3 separate regions of the Mus musculus genome follow, and all the other regions are linked to region 1. The links are chromatin contacts, called in public HiChIP or PLAC-seq and promoter capture Hi-C maps. All regions are on one chromosome and are shown on one strand. The core of a region is the stretch at or near the end of the contact, and the rest is flanking DNA. Distances in the headings are between cores, read along the strand shown. Region 1 holds the start of Birc3 (baculoviral IAP repeat-containing 3). Region 2 overlaps Gm31751 (a long non-coding RNA gene). Region 3 holds the start of Mmp8 (matrix metallopeptidase 8).

The links. Promoter capture Hi-C pulls out the DNA fragments that hold promoters and counts their contacts. HiChIP or PLAC-seq counts read pairs in DNA pulled down with a chosen protein or histone mark.
Region 2: a promoter capture Hi-C map of pre-B cells shows a contact between it and region 1, with 4 times the contacts expected there. The contact joins the enhancer-like site here to the promoter of Birc3 in region 1. A contact is called at or near these places in 11 of 39 promoter capture datasets (the C10 cell line, cranial neural crest, embryonic stem cells and 7 more), 1 of 15 datasets of contacts at CTCF or cohesin (embryonic stem cells), 6 of 484 Hi-C or Micro-C datasets (the C2C12 cell line, embryonic stem cells, extraembryonic endoderm stem cells and 1 more), 13 of 115 datasets of contacts at active chromatin or transcription factors (the 230-238 cell line, CD4 single positive thymocytes, bone marrow-derived dendritic cells and 6 more) and 2 of 9 other capture datasets (adipose tissue and embryonic stem cells).
Region 3: an H3K27ac HiChIP or PLAC-seq map of bone marrow-derived dendritic cells shows a contact between it and region 1, with 3 times the contacts expected there. The contact joins the promoter of Mmp8 here to the promoter of Birc3 in region 1. A contact is called at or near these places in 11 of 39 promoter capture datasets (the 3T3-L1 cell line, 3T3-L1-derived adipocytes, the C10 cell line and 6 more), 3 of 484 Hi-C or Micro-C datasets (the G1E-ER4 cell line, embryonic stem cells and erythroblasts), 4 of 115 datasets of contacts at active chromatin or transcription factors (bone marrow-derived dendritic cells, bone marrow-derived macrophages and memory CD8 T cells) and 1 of 9 other capture datasets (macrophages).

Annotation. Positions count from the first base shown.
Region 1 is chr9:7,870,931-7,874,648 of GRCm38.p6, reverse strand. It overlaps Birc3 (baculoviral IAP repeat-containing 3), which reads left to right and starts at 1,479. Exons shown (of 9, transcript NM_007464.3): 1 at 1,479-1,826.
Region 2 is chr9:7,590,969-7,595,088 of GRCm38.p6, reverse strand. All of the region lies in intron 2 of Gm31751 (a long non-coding RNA gene), which reads left to right. Among named protein-coding and RNA genes, the nearest start is that of Mmp27, 22 kb to the right of the region's middle. Within about 2 kb of position 1,363, at least 16 of the 459 cell types and tissues checked have an H3K27ac peak or open chromatin away from gene starts, as enhancers often do. A contact at or near this core is called in pre-B cells and pro-B cells, where this site is marked.
Region 3 is chr9:7,556,202-7,560,331 of GRCm38.p6, reverse strand. It overlaps Mmp8 (matrix metallopeptidase 8), which reads right to left and starts at 1,903. Exons shown (of 10, transcript NM_008611.4): 1 at 1,689-1,903. The coding sequence starts at 1,796. It overlaps Gm31751 (a long non-coding RNA gene), which reads left to right. Exons shown (of 4, transcript XR_379096.3): 4 at 1,719-3,160.

The DNA.
Region 1 (3,718 bases), core at 230-2,729:
CAGGTGTGATTCTGCTCTCAGATAGAGGCTTGAAAGTAGGTGGAAATCTCTATATGATCACAAACGAAGTTCTTCTACTAGAGCTCCTGTTGGAACTGTGGTCCCTCTCAGCTGAGCCCACAATAAGGCATTTTATCTCTAGATTGACCAGGGCAGGTTTCTCACCGCTAGATTATGTCTCCTTAAGTCTGATGCTAATTGGCTGAAGATGGAGGAAAGCAGACAAAGTTTCTCTGTGTAGCCTGGCTGTCCTGGAACTCACTCTGTAGATCAGGCTAGCCTAGAACTCACAAATATCCATCTACCTCTGCCTCCTGAGTGCTGGGATTAAAGGCATGCATCACCACTGCCTGGCAAGAGTCAAGTTTTTACAAGAACATTGATATAGCTAAGCACCTTCCCTTGAAAGAGAAAAAGCTAAAAGAAGGAATTTTGTTTTTCTAGATTTATTCATCCTGTTTATAAAACAAAATTTGACAAGGAAAAACTAAACAAAAATACAAGAAAAAAAAAACCACTAAAACAGATCAGGACAAAAAAAACAAAACAAAACAAAAACCCCAGACTTTTAAAAAAACATATTTTTAAAGATTTATTATTATATGTAAGTGCACTGTAGCTATCTTCAGACACACCAGCAGAGGGAGTCAGATTTTATTACAGAGGGTTGTAAGCCATGTGGTTGCTGGGATTTGAACTCAGGCCTTTGGAAGAGCAGTCAGTGCTCTTAACTGCTGAGCCATCTCTCTAACCCTTTCAAAATATTTTTTAAAACGTATTTATATATTAAATATGTGTACAGGTGTTTTGCCTCACGCCTGTGCGAATACAGGTGCAGTGCCTGAAGAGGCCAGAAGGCCGCAATGGATCTCCTGGAACTGGAGTTACAGATGTCTGTGAGCCATCTTGTGAATGCTGGGAGCAGAACCTTGGTCCTCTACCAGAGCAGCAAGTACTTTTAATTGCTTAGCCACGTCTCCGGCCCACAATCACACCTTTCAAATACAAGAATCAGTGTGGTTCTAGCATTTTTAAAAAACAAAGTCTTACTATGTAGCCCAGGCTGGCCTGGAACTCACAGAGATCCTCCTGCCTCGGCCTTCTGAGTGCTGGGATTAAAGGCATTTGCTGCTACCCGCAGCTGTAGTTCTGATCTTTGAAATAATAAAAATAACCTGAAATTGAGATCCATACGTGTTTTGTTTTGTTTGTTTGTTTGTTTTTAACAAATGTTCCTTTCAGCTCTCTTTCTTGATAAAAACAAAAAGTGAAACCAGAGACTTTTACAGAGTTACTCGGGTTTTTTTCCTCCTAACGTCTTACTTTTTTAACTTAGCAGTTATATTCCGGACAGTTGTGGCTCTTTTTTTACAGTGAAGGACTTGGAGGCTGCAGGAGGGAAGCGCGGTGAGGGTGGGGTGGGGATAGGCCTCTTAAGGCGGAACTCACAGGCTGCACATCTGTTTTCAATGTTTTGTAAGAGCCAAGAGCCTTCAAGTAAAAACTTTCAGTAAATGACACGAAGAGGAGCTGGGTCCAGGAAGTCACGCACAGAAGAGCCACGGAAATCCCCAGCCAGGGTGGCCACCAAGGGTGAGGAGGAAGTGCGTCTGGTTTTCACCCTGGAGTTCCCCGGAGCCCTGGAGGAAAGCACCGCAGGTCTGAGCAGCCCTGAGCCGGGCAGGGTGGGGGCAGTGGCTAAGGCCTAGCTGGGGACGATTTAAAGGTATCGCGCCACCCAGCCACACCCCACAGGCCAGGCGAGGGTGCCACCCCCGGAGATCAGAGGTCATTGCTGGCGTTCAGAGCCTAGGAAGTGGGCTGCGGTGAGTACGCGCGCGCGTGGGGATCCAGCCAGGGTCCCCGTAGTGGCTCGAGGATCACCGGGGTGACTAGATCCGAAGGAGAACCTGCAAAACCCGTTTCTATGCATCGGTGGTCCTGCGGGAGGGCGACCTACAGGTTGGCCACGCTGACCCTGGCTGCCCCCCCTCCCCCCACCCCCTCCCCGCTTGCGGGAGCTCGACTTTCTGAGTCTTTTCCGGTCTCTGACTTTCTGAGTGAGGCGTAGGTGCCGAGAAGTTGCATTTTAATTAGGCTGCTGCGGGAGGCATCTGGGAGACTTGACACAGTGAGAACTCTGGCGTCTAAGGATGAGCTTGTGGAAAGCTCATGGTTGTTTTCTTGGTGGCCAGCTCAGGAAAACACTACAGCTCTTTCTTTTTTTTTGGGGGGGGGGGGGTGTTTCGAGACAGGGTTTCTCTGTGTAGCTCTGGCTGTCCTGGAACTCATTCTGTAGACCAGGCTGGCCTCGAACTTAGAAATCTGCCTACCTCTGCCTTCCAAGTGCTTGGATTAAAGGAGTGATGGGTGTGTCAGAGACCATTTCACACTATAGCTGACTGGGGCTTTGAACTTCGGAAAAATCCTCCTGCCTTAACCCCTTCAGTGCTGGGATTATAGGCCTGAGTCACTGTACTCAATTTCTCAGCAGTGCTCTTAATCTAGCCGGTAAATCTCTGGAGTCGTTTCTGTCTGCCCCAAGCCAGGTTCTGATCATCCGTTGTAAAAAGCAGGTGCCATTACTATCCCCTTTTCGCACCTAGGAAACTGAGGCACGAGTGGCTTTTCTTAGTCTCACTATGGAGCACTGGTTGGGCTGGAACTGGATAAGTAAACAGGCTGGCTTTGAACTCAAGGAAACACTGACGTCTACCCACCTCTGCCTCCAGGGTAATGGGATTAGGGGCGTGTCTGGCCACTTGGTGGTTTTCTTGCCCAACATTACACTGTTGGTGGAAAAGGGACTGACTCTCTTGAAATCCTGTGATGTGAGACTCCAGAGCATGGGAGTAAATTGCCACGAGGTCAAGTTAGCAGTAATAGGGGGAAATTAACAAATGAAAGTGCCATGAACATGCTGGGCACAGCCAGCTGTGCTAAGAAATTCTTCCATGCCAGTGTTTGCTGGGGTTAGTAGTGCAGGTCTGTAATCTTAGCACTTGGGAGGTGGAGGCTGAAGGATCAGGTGTCCAAGGTCAGTCTGGGCTGTGTGTCTCACACAACAGCAGCTAGGCACTGTAGCTGCAGCTACTACAGAGGTTAAAGCTTATTTCCTATTCTGTAGGAGATATGGTCCAAGGTGGAGGGAGGAAGATGGCACAGCTAATTGCTCCAGAGGGTGGGGGCACACAATAGTCTCTGGGTCTACTGGACATGGTAGTGTAAGCAGAGAAGAAACTGGGGTGCCAAGCTCATCTATAAGGAACCACTGGAAAGAAAGAGGGCTCCTACACACTGATGTGGACTAGGGCAGGGATCAGAACAGGCCTAAGAGGAAGCAAATTTTATTTTATGAGTATGGAGAGGGAAAGGTGCTGGCACACGGACTGGCTGTCTGTGTGGAAATGTGGTTCATAAACAAATGTTCTGCCGGCTTGCCAGACTCAGGAGTGGCTGGAGTAGAGACTTCAGCATTACTGTATAGAGGGACAAGGACCCTGCGGGGTTTGAGGAAATATGAAGAAGAGTCCTTCAGAGTAGTAGGAGGGCCCATGAAGGGGCACTTGTTTCTCTGAGGTGGCCAATAGACCTGTGAACAGAGGGCAGGCAAAGGAAGGCAGGCTGAGGGCCTCACCTAGTGAGGAACGGAGCCAGCTGAATGAAACAGTGATCTTGGAAGGACTGAGGGTTATTTCTACAAATTCGGCTCAGGATG
Region 2 (4,120 bases), core at 114-2,613, 280 kb after region 1:
CAAAACAATGGAGGAACACTGCTTGCAGGCTACCTCTCTAGCTCACTCAGTCACAAGCTCAGCTAGCTTTCTTATACATGGCCTTCTTAAGGATGGTGCCATCCACAGTGGACTGGGTCCTCCCACATCAATTAAGAATCAAGGCAGTGTCTCACAGACATGCCTGCAAGCCAATTCTCAATGGAGGCTTTCTGCTCAGATGACTCTAAACCTTGTCATGTTGACAACAGAGCTAACTTGGACAGACACTGTACTGACTATATAGAAGCCAAAGACACATCCCATACATTAAGTTGTGTGTGTGTGCTCGTGCACATGCAAAGGAGGCTAAAACAACCTGCAACAGCAACAAAAGTACAAACTGAAGACAGAGATTGTTGTATAGAAAGGAATCGTAGTCAAAAGAAGATGACCCCCCAGTCAACGCATGCAAATATGAGCCCCGTCCTTGCCATTGGTGAACATGCAGCTTAGTTTTCTCCTCTGTCACTGAGTGGATGGAGAACACGTCTGTTTTCTTCCTTTTCTTGAAAGGTTAAAAACTACACAATATTACAGACATGCCAAAAATTAGTGAAATACAATCTACTTGAATATTCCTATAGTTCAGGTCTACTCAAAATCCCGCAGCACACTGCTCTCAGTCAACTTTACCGTGAGTGGAGCGTGAAGCTTCCATAGTGTTGTATTACTTTTTCTGAGATGTGAAGAAATGTTTGTCCACCCTAGACAGAGTCAAAGTTAGACTAAAGCAGTAGCTCTCAACCTTCCTAATGTGGAGACCCTTTAATATAGTTCCTCATGTGGTGACTGCTAACTATAAAATTAGTTTGTTGCTACTTTATAACTGTAATTTTGCCATTGTTATGAATCATAATTCAGATATTTGATATGCTGGGCCCAAATCAGCTGTCGCTCACAGGCTGAGAGCTGGTGGAGTAAAGAAACAACTCCATTCATGTCCAGCATGATGAACCAGTTAGTAAGACTTATAGGGACCTGGGTGAGGAATTACTTATAGGCATATGGATGACCCCAAGCCCATCATTGAGAAATTCTACCAGAGCATGGGTGAAGAAGATCTCTTGAATGGTATTAGTGGAGCCTGATCCTGTCTACTTAGCTTTCCATGTTTTGTATACTCCATGTCATGTGCAGCTAGGGCTGGGTTGTAGAGACCCTCCCCATCTACTTCTACAAGGAAAGCTAACTATGGGTTTAGTCTTGTGAGGCTCTGTGAATGTGGGCAAGCATAGCTGTATTGACTGTAAGGGAACAATGGTTTGTCATGGCAGGAGAGCTGAGTTCCGCAGCTAGCTCATGGGTTCTCCGGAACCTCTTTGTTGATTGCCTTCTGCAGGAATGTCTTCATGAGGGGACCTTGGTGTCAGAGTCAGCATCATCTGAGTTATCACTGCTTGTCCTTTGTAGTGTTACAGAATTGCTTAATGGGAAATGCAGTGTGCTTCTCTTTCTTTACACACATTGAGAAAAGAAACCACAACAATAATGAAATTAGAACACCGTGAAACACATTGCAAAAAAGCCAGGAAACTCATTGCAATGGAGCCTGCTAGGTTTTGCTGCAAGTGAGCAGGAAATCACTTTTTTTTTTTTTTTTTTTTTTTTTTTTTTTTTTTTTTTTTGGTAGAAAGTAGCTTGGTGAGTGGAGGGCTCTTGTTATTCCTAGGAAGGTGGTGAGTGCAGTACAGGCTGGGAGAGCCTTCATGTTCCAGAAGACTGTAGATGAAAATAGATGACACAAGATTTGGATTCTAACATCATCTTTGGCTTTAAGTGAGAAAAATAGGTCCTCTAAGCACCATATCTTGCTTTTAAAGCAATAACTACATGCCTGGGGAGAGCAGTTAGTAAAGTACTTGCTGTGAGTTTGATCCCCCAGACCCCAAATCTAGGTAGAGACGCAGAGCTGGGGAATTCAAGGAAGGTAGCTCCTCAGCCAATGGGAGAGCTGGCAGAGCGGCAGATGCTCCTAGGCACTTAGCTTCTCCAGCCCCAAGTCTATTTTTTATTTATACTTAAAATTCATTCTCTGAGAATATAGTTTTTCACACAGTATATTCTTATTATGGTTTCCCTTCACCAAACTCCTCCAGACCCTCTTCCCCGACTTTTGCACTTCCAAATCCTCTCTCTCACTCATATTAGAAAAAATTCAGGTATCTAAAAATAATAAAATAAGATAAAATAAAAACAAACAAACCAGAATAGGACTAAACAAACAAGCAAACATGCTAATAAAATAAGCTTGAAAAAAAGCACAAGAAACACATAGAGTCAGAAACACATATCTTTGAACTAACAAAAATCCTACAAAAATTAAAAATTGGAAACCACAATATTAAGCAAAAGACCTGAAAAGTTAAAAGAAAAGCAAGCCCCAAAAAGCAATATGACAGAAAAAAAAATCCTCCAAATATATGCTATTGAGTTTATTTTGGTTTCGGGATCAGAGTAATTGTGGCCCCTTAAAAAGAATTAGGTAATGTTTTCCTGTTTCTAGTTTGCAGAATCATCTAAGAAGTATCAGTTTTACATTCTTCTCTTTTTTGGTAGAATTCTGGGCTGAATCTATCTGTTTTTTGTTTGTTTGTTTGTTTTGTTTTTGTTTTTGTTTTTTGTTTTGGTTTGTAGACATTTAATTATTGCTTCTATTATACTAAGGATTATTTGTCTGTTTAAATTGCTTATCTTATCTTGGTTTAAATTTGGTAGGTGGAATAGATCAAGAAATTTATCCATTTATTTTAGTTTTCCTATTTGGTTGTGTACTGATTTTCAAAGCATGTCCTTATGATCTATGGGTTTCCTTGGTGTCGGTATGTTCCCCTTTTTATTTCTAATTTGTTAATTTGGATGTTCTATCTCCACTTTTTAGTTAATTTGGCTAAGGGTTTGTCAATCTTACTGGTTTTCTCAAAGAACCAGTTCTTTGTTTCATTGATTCTTTTTATTGTATTTTGTTTGTTTGTTTCTATTTTATTGATTGATTTTAGCTCCACATTTAATTATTTCTTGCCATCTACCCCTTTGGGGGATGACTACTATTTATACCCACCCACCTATCTTTCTTTCTCTCTCTCTTTCTTTCTTTCTTTCTTTCTTTCTGCTCTGGATCTTTCAGTGCTGTTAAGTTACTAGTATGAGCTCTTTCCATCTCCTCTGTGTGTGTGTGTGTGTGTGTGTGTGTGTATGTGTGAGAGAGAGTGTGCGTGTGTAGATACTTTGCGTATAAACTTTCCTCTTAGAGCTGCTTTCATTGTGTCCAATGGGCTTAGGCATGTTATATTTTCAATTTCATTCAATTCTAAAAAGTTTTAAATTTCTTTCTTAATTTCTGTCTTGATTTATTTTTCATTCAGTAGAGAGTTGTTCAGTTTCCTTGAGTTTGTAAGGTTTCTGTTGCTGTTGATATCCAACTTTAATCTGTGGTAGTCTGATACAATGCATGGAGTTATTTCAATTTTCTTGTATTAGTAGAGACTTGCTTTGTGTTGAAATATGTGGTCAGTTTTGGAGAAAGTTACATGAGCTGCTGAGAAGAAAGTATATATTTTTTGTGACTATCTTTTAGTTCCATTTGGTTCATAACATCAGCTACACCAGCATTTTTCTGTTTAATTTTTGTGTTAATGACCTGTCTATTAGCGAGATTCCAGTATTGAAGTCCTCCACTATCAGTGTGTGAGGGTCAGTTTGTGATTTAATATAATATATAGTAGAGTTTCCTTTGTGAACTTGGGTAGCCTTATGTTTGGTGCATAAACGTTAAGAATTAAAATGTACTCTTGGTAGAATTTTTCTTTGATGAGTATGTAATATCTTTCCCTATATCTTCTGGTTAGCTTTGCTTTGAAGTCTATTTTGTCAACTGTTAAAATGGCTACACCAGCTTGATTCTTAGGTCTATTTGCTTGAATTATATTTTTCCATCCTTTTACCATGAGATGATGTCTATCCTTGATATTAAAGTGTGTTTCTTGGAGGCAGCAGGATGATAGAATTGTTTAAATTCAGTATGGTAGTCTGTGTCTTTTTATTGAGGAATTGAGGTCATTGATATTGAGAGTTATCAAAGAGCAGTATTTATTGATTCCTT
Region 3 (4,130 bases), core at 654-3,153, 310 kb after region 1:
GCAAGGGACAATAACAGAAATTGTGGGAAGGGATAGCTCAGTGGGTCAAGCCTGACAAGCTAAGATTGACCTCACCACCCACACAGTAGAAGGAGAGAGCTGACTCTTTCTTCCAAGTTTACTGTGTTCTGATTACCATATGTGCACTGTGGCATGCAATTCCCTCCCACACTCACGAAAAGAAATTCACTTAATTAAAATAACTTGTAGATTGATTTTGAAAGAACAACGCCATAGAACATTCTCTGCATTCCCTGAGATCTCATGGATTTTTGAATAAAAAACAAAAGTCTTACAACAGGGGAGGAATGAATCCAAGTCACACACCAACTGCTACTATACAGTCCACTACTATACAGCCCGCTACTATACAGTCCTCTACTATATAGTCCGCTACTATACAGTCCGCAGCATGGCTTTTGTTTTAATCAGTACTGGCTTTTAACTATTGTTTTTATATCTGTTGAAGTGTTAGTTATAAAAATGAGGACTTTTCTGCTTAAAAATTCTTTCACTAAATGGAGAGAGGGTTTAATCACCCTCACAGAGAAATGGAGGGTTCAAGAACCAAAGGGAAGGTGACAGTACAGGTCCTGGCTTACTGCAATGGCTTTCAAATGAGAACTGGTCATTTAAAAGATGTTTGGGGCAACAGCAGCATTTCATTTACCAAGATAAGATCTTGTAAGCCACTCTCATTCACAAGTGTTGACATGCCAGTCAATGGTAAGGTCTCTTTACCTTGCCATGTGTAGCCTATGTATATATACTGTGCTTCGTATGTGACTACCTGGTTATTTGGAGGTGACAGAGAGCAGAGCTTGCACTTTGAGATGTGGCAGGTGTGGGCAAATCCCAGCACTGTTCTTTGTCTCCAACATCACAGTCATTGTGATACTTAGAGGAGTGGCACCTGCAAAGTGAACCCAGCCCACCCTCAGTACGAACTTAGGGGCTTCTGTGCCAGGCACAAAAATGATTGCGAGAAAAGAGCAAGAATTATGCTTTCCGGAAATTTCAATACTAAGAAAACTATGAACAAGAAATTGGTGATTACATTCTCTTGCATAAAAAAGTGGCCTTTTTTTATACTATAAAACAAGAGAGATGCTAAACTTCCAAAGTTTAATAAACAGTCCTGGAAAATCTGATTAACAATGTGTTAATTTTAATTAATTATAACCCCCCATTTCCATCTATCGTCTCTATATGAAAGTATTTTTGGCTGCAGAAAACTATCCATACAGGAAGCGGTGGGCAGGTCATAATTTGACCTCCCCACAGCCCCCACCATTTTTTTAGTGTTGGGATACCAGCAAGTATTCTATCACTCTAGCACTGGCCTATAGAGCGTGGAACAACTGGGTTACAGGTATACTGGAAGAGAAAAAATTAGGTAGGCAACTCAGTTCATTTTATAAATAAAATATTCTCTCTGAAAAGGCTCCAGCTGCAGCTGGCCTGACAGTAGTGTTCCTTGGGCTTGAAAACACCCAGCTGTCTTCATGTCTACATTTTCCAGGGCCAGGCCTTGACCACGTGGAGTCTTTCAAGTCTCAGAAAGTGATGCTGAGCCTTGGCAAACCCATGCGAAGAATCTCTTTCTGTCCTTCTAGACTAAGAAGGGAAAGCCACCCTCAGAATTCTGTAACCACCGGCAAATCAACTGTGATAGACAGCCCATTTACCTCAGCAGTTTTTATATTTTTCTCTTCCAGGTGTTCAGGTACTGGGAAGGCATTGGCAAGCTGTGTGTGGAGGAAGATCAGTAATGGAAGTGTCTTCAGGCGAAACATAATCTTATCTTCCAAGACAACCTCTCCTGCCTTCCTCTGCCCCTCTGGCAAGTGCCCTCAAGCTCACAGCATCCCCTGCCAATCACTGCTCTTGTCTGGTCCCTTATAAAGCTACATCTTGAGCAACTTCTGCCTAAGCAGTATGAGGCAACATAGCTAACCGCACTCTGACAGTTCTTCAATGTTAGAATGTGATTTGGAACCTAGAAGTGGGGGAGTCATTCAACAAAGCAAGAGGATGGATCGCTACTTTTGTAAACTGTCAGGGTGAGGTGGCTGGCACGGGGGCTACAGTCTTCCAGTTTCTGTCTGTGTGTAATGAGGAAGTTGTGCTAGTTAATCGGGGCAATATTTTAAGAATGTTCAGCGATCATCTTGGGAAGCGGTGGCACACCTGTAAGACTTCTGTTTCTAAGCCACCACTGCTGCCTGATAGCGTGTGCCAAAGCAGGCTTTGTGTGGGGACCAAAAGCAGCATCTAGAGATGATGGCTTTGTTAGGAAAGTACTTGTCACACAAGCATGAGGGCCTGAATTTGATTCTCAGCATGCAGGTAAAAAACTGAACTTAGTGGTACATGAGTATAATCTCGGTCCTGGTCTGTGCCAGGCAGGGGGTGTTTGCAGCTTATTGGCCAGTCAACCTAGTCTACTTGGTAAGTTCCAGGCTAGTTAGAGACCCTGTCACAAAACAAACAAACAAATCCCACTTACAGCACACACAAAACATGAACATTCACTTTTAAATAAATGCACACGTCCATATACATACGTAAACAGCAGCTTCTGTGTGGCATGACTGCTATAGATGTACTAAAACATTCACTATAAGGTGGGTTTTTCCAGAGAAAGGACAAAGATAGTGATAGTTAAGACGAAAACTAACATCTGTTGTACTTACAATGTTTCAAACATGTTAATGACAACTAAATGCCCTATTCTCATACAGCTTTCAGAGCAACACACTATTGCTATAATTTTGCAGGAGAGGCAGAGGCTGGAAGACTAGGAAAGGCACATGCTCACTTTGCATAGGACTCAAGCCCATGAGTATGGTGAGAGAAACAGAGCCCATCCTATACCAGGCTCTAGTTCATCAACCTGCTATTTGAATCCAGGCTGGACCATCAGTAACTGTGGGCTCACAGCAAGTGGAAAACTTTGGCCTACATCCAGGGACAAAAGGACAAGGGAGAGAAGGAGATAGATGTCTCAGACATCCCCAGAGTGCTAGGAGGGTGAGTGAAGGCTTCCAGATGATGTGGTGACACAGGGCACTGGCTCTCTTCCTGCCTGCCTGTCTTCACGATCTAACTCCTGTTCTTCATTCTTGAAAGAAGTAGTTCACAGACTATGTTTTATTCTCAGCCCCTAAAATGAACTTTAAAAATGAATTTTTTAAAAAATGTATTTTACAAAAGTGTTTAGAACATAAGAGGTTAGGAATATTTTCAATTTGTGATGAACATAGCAAAGGAGAAGCAGAGGCTGGGTATGGAGGTCTGAGCTAAAAAGGAAGCACCTGGCCGTACGTTTCTTCTACAGTCTTCTAGTCCATTCTGGACTTTACTGTTTTTCCTACTTCTCCAGACATGGCAGAATTCTAGAGTAGGGCCTGAGGTAAATGTTCATTATCTGAGTATCTCCACCTGGCTCCCAGGAGAACTTTCATTCTCTCTCTCTCTCTCTCTCTCTCTCTCTCTCTCTCTCTCTCTCTCTCTCTCTCTCTCTCAAGTACAGAATACAGAAATCAACAAAGCTATACATGGAATTCAAAGAGCTTCAGCTCTTCCTGAAACCAGTACTATTGTGGTCGATTATGACTCTGGAACTGTAGCATTTGCAAATTACTTTAGCTGGGAAACCATGTATACACAGTACTTATTTACAGAAATGTTATGACCCAGATGTAACAAATAAATTGCAAAACTAGGAAGAGCAGCAAATACCTAAAGAACAACTCGGGGGATCACAATTATTTGGACTAAATCTACAGATTGCAGAACTGAGAGAAACCATGAAGACATGCAATAAGGCATCAATTGGGTAAGAGCCAAGGAAGAGGAGCTTCAGTTTTTTAAATCGTTGAATTAAGGAAGCATGATTGTAGATTGAAGGGAAAAGCTAAGGCATGATGCCAGAGGTGGTGACTTATAGAGAGAAAGTGGCTGGGAGCTGGCACTGATACTAGTATTATTTGATGGGAGATGAAGGAAAAATGTATTTTTATTTCGTTTTCGTTTTTTTTTTTTTTTTTTTACTTTCCTCCTTTACATAGTATTTTTTCTGTTTTGTTTTGTTTTAAATTTTTATCAGATATTTTATTCATTTACAT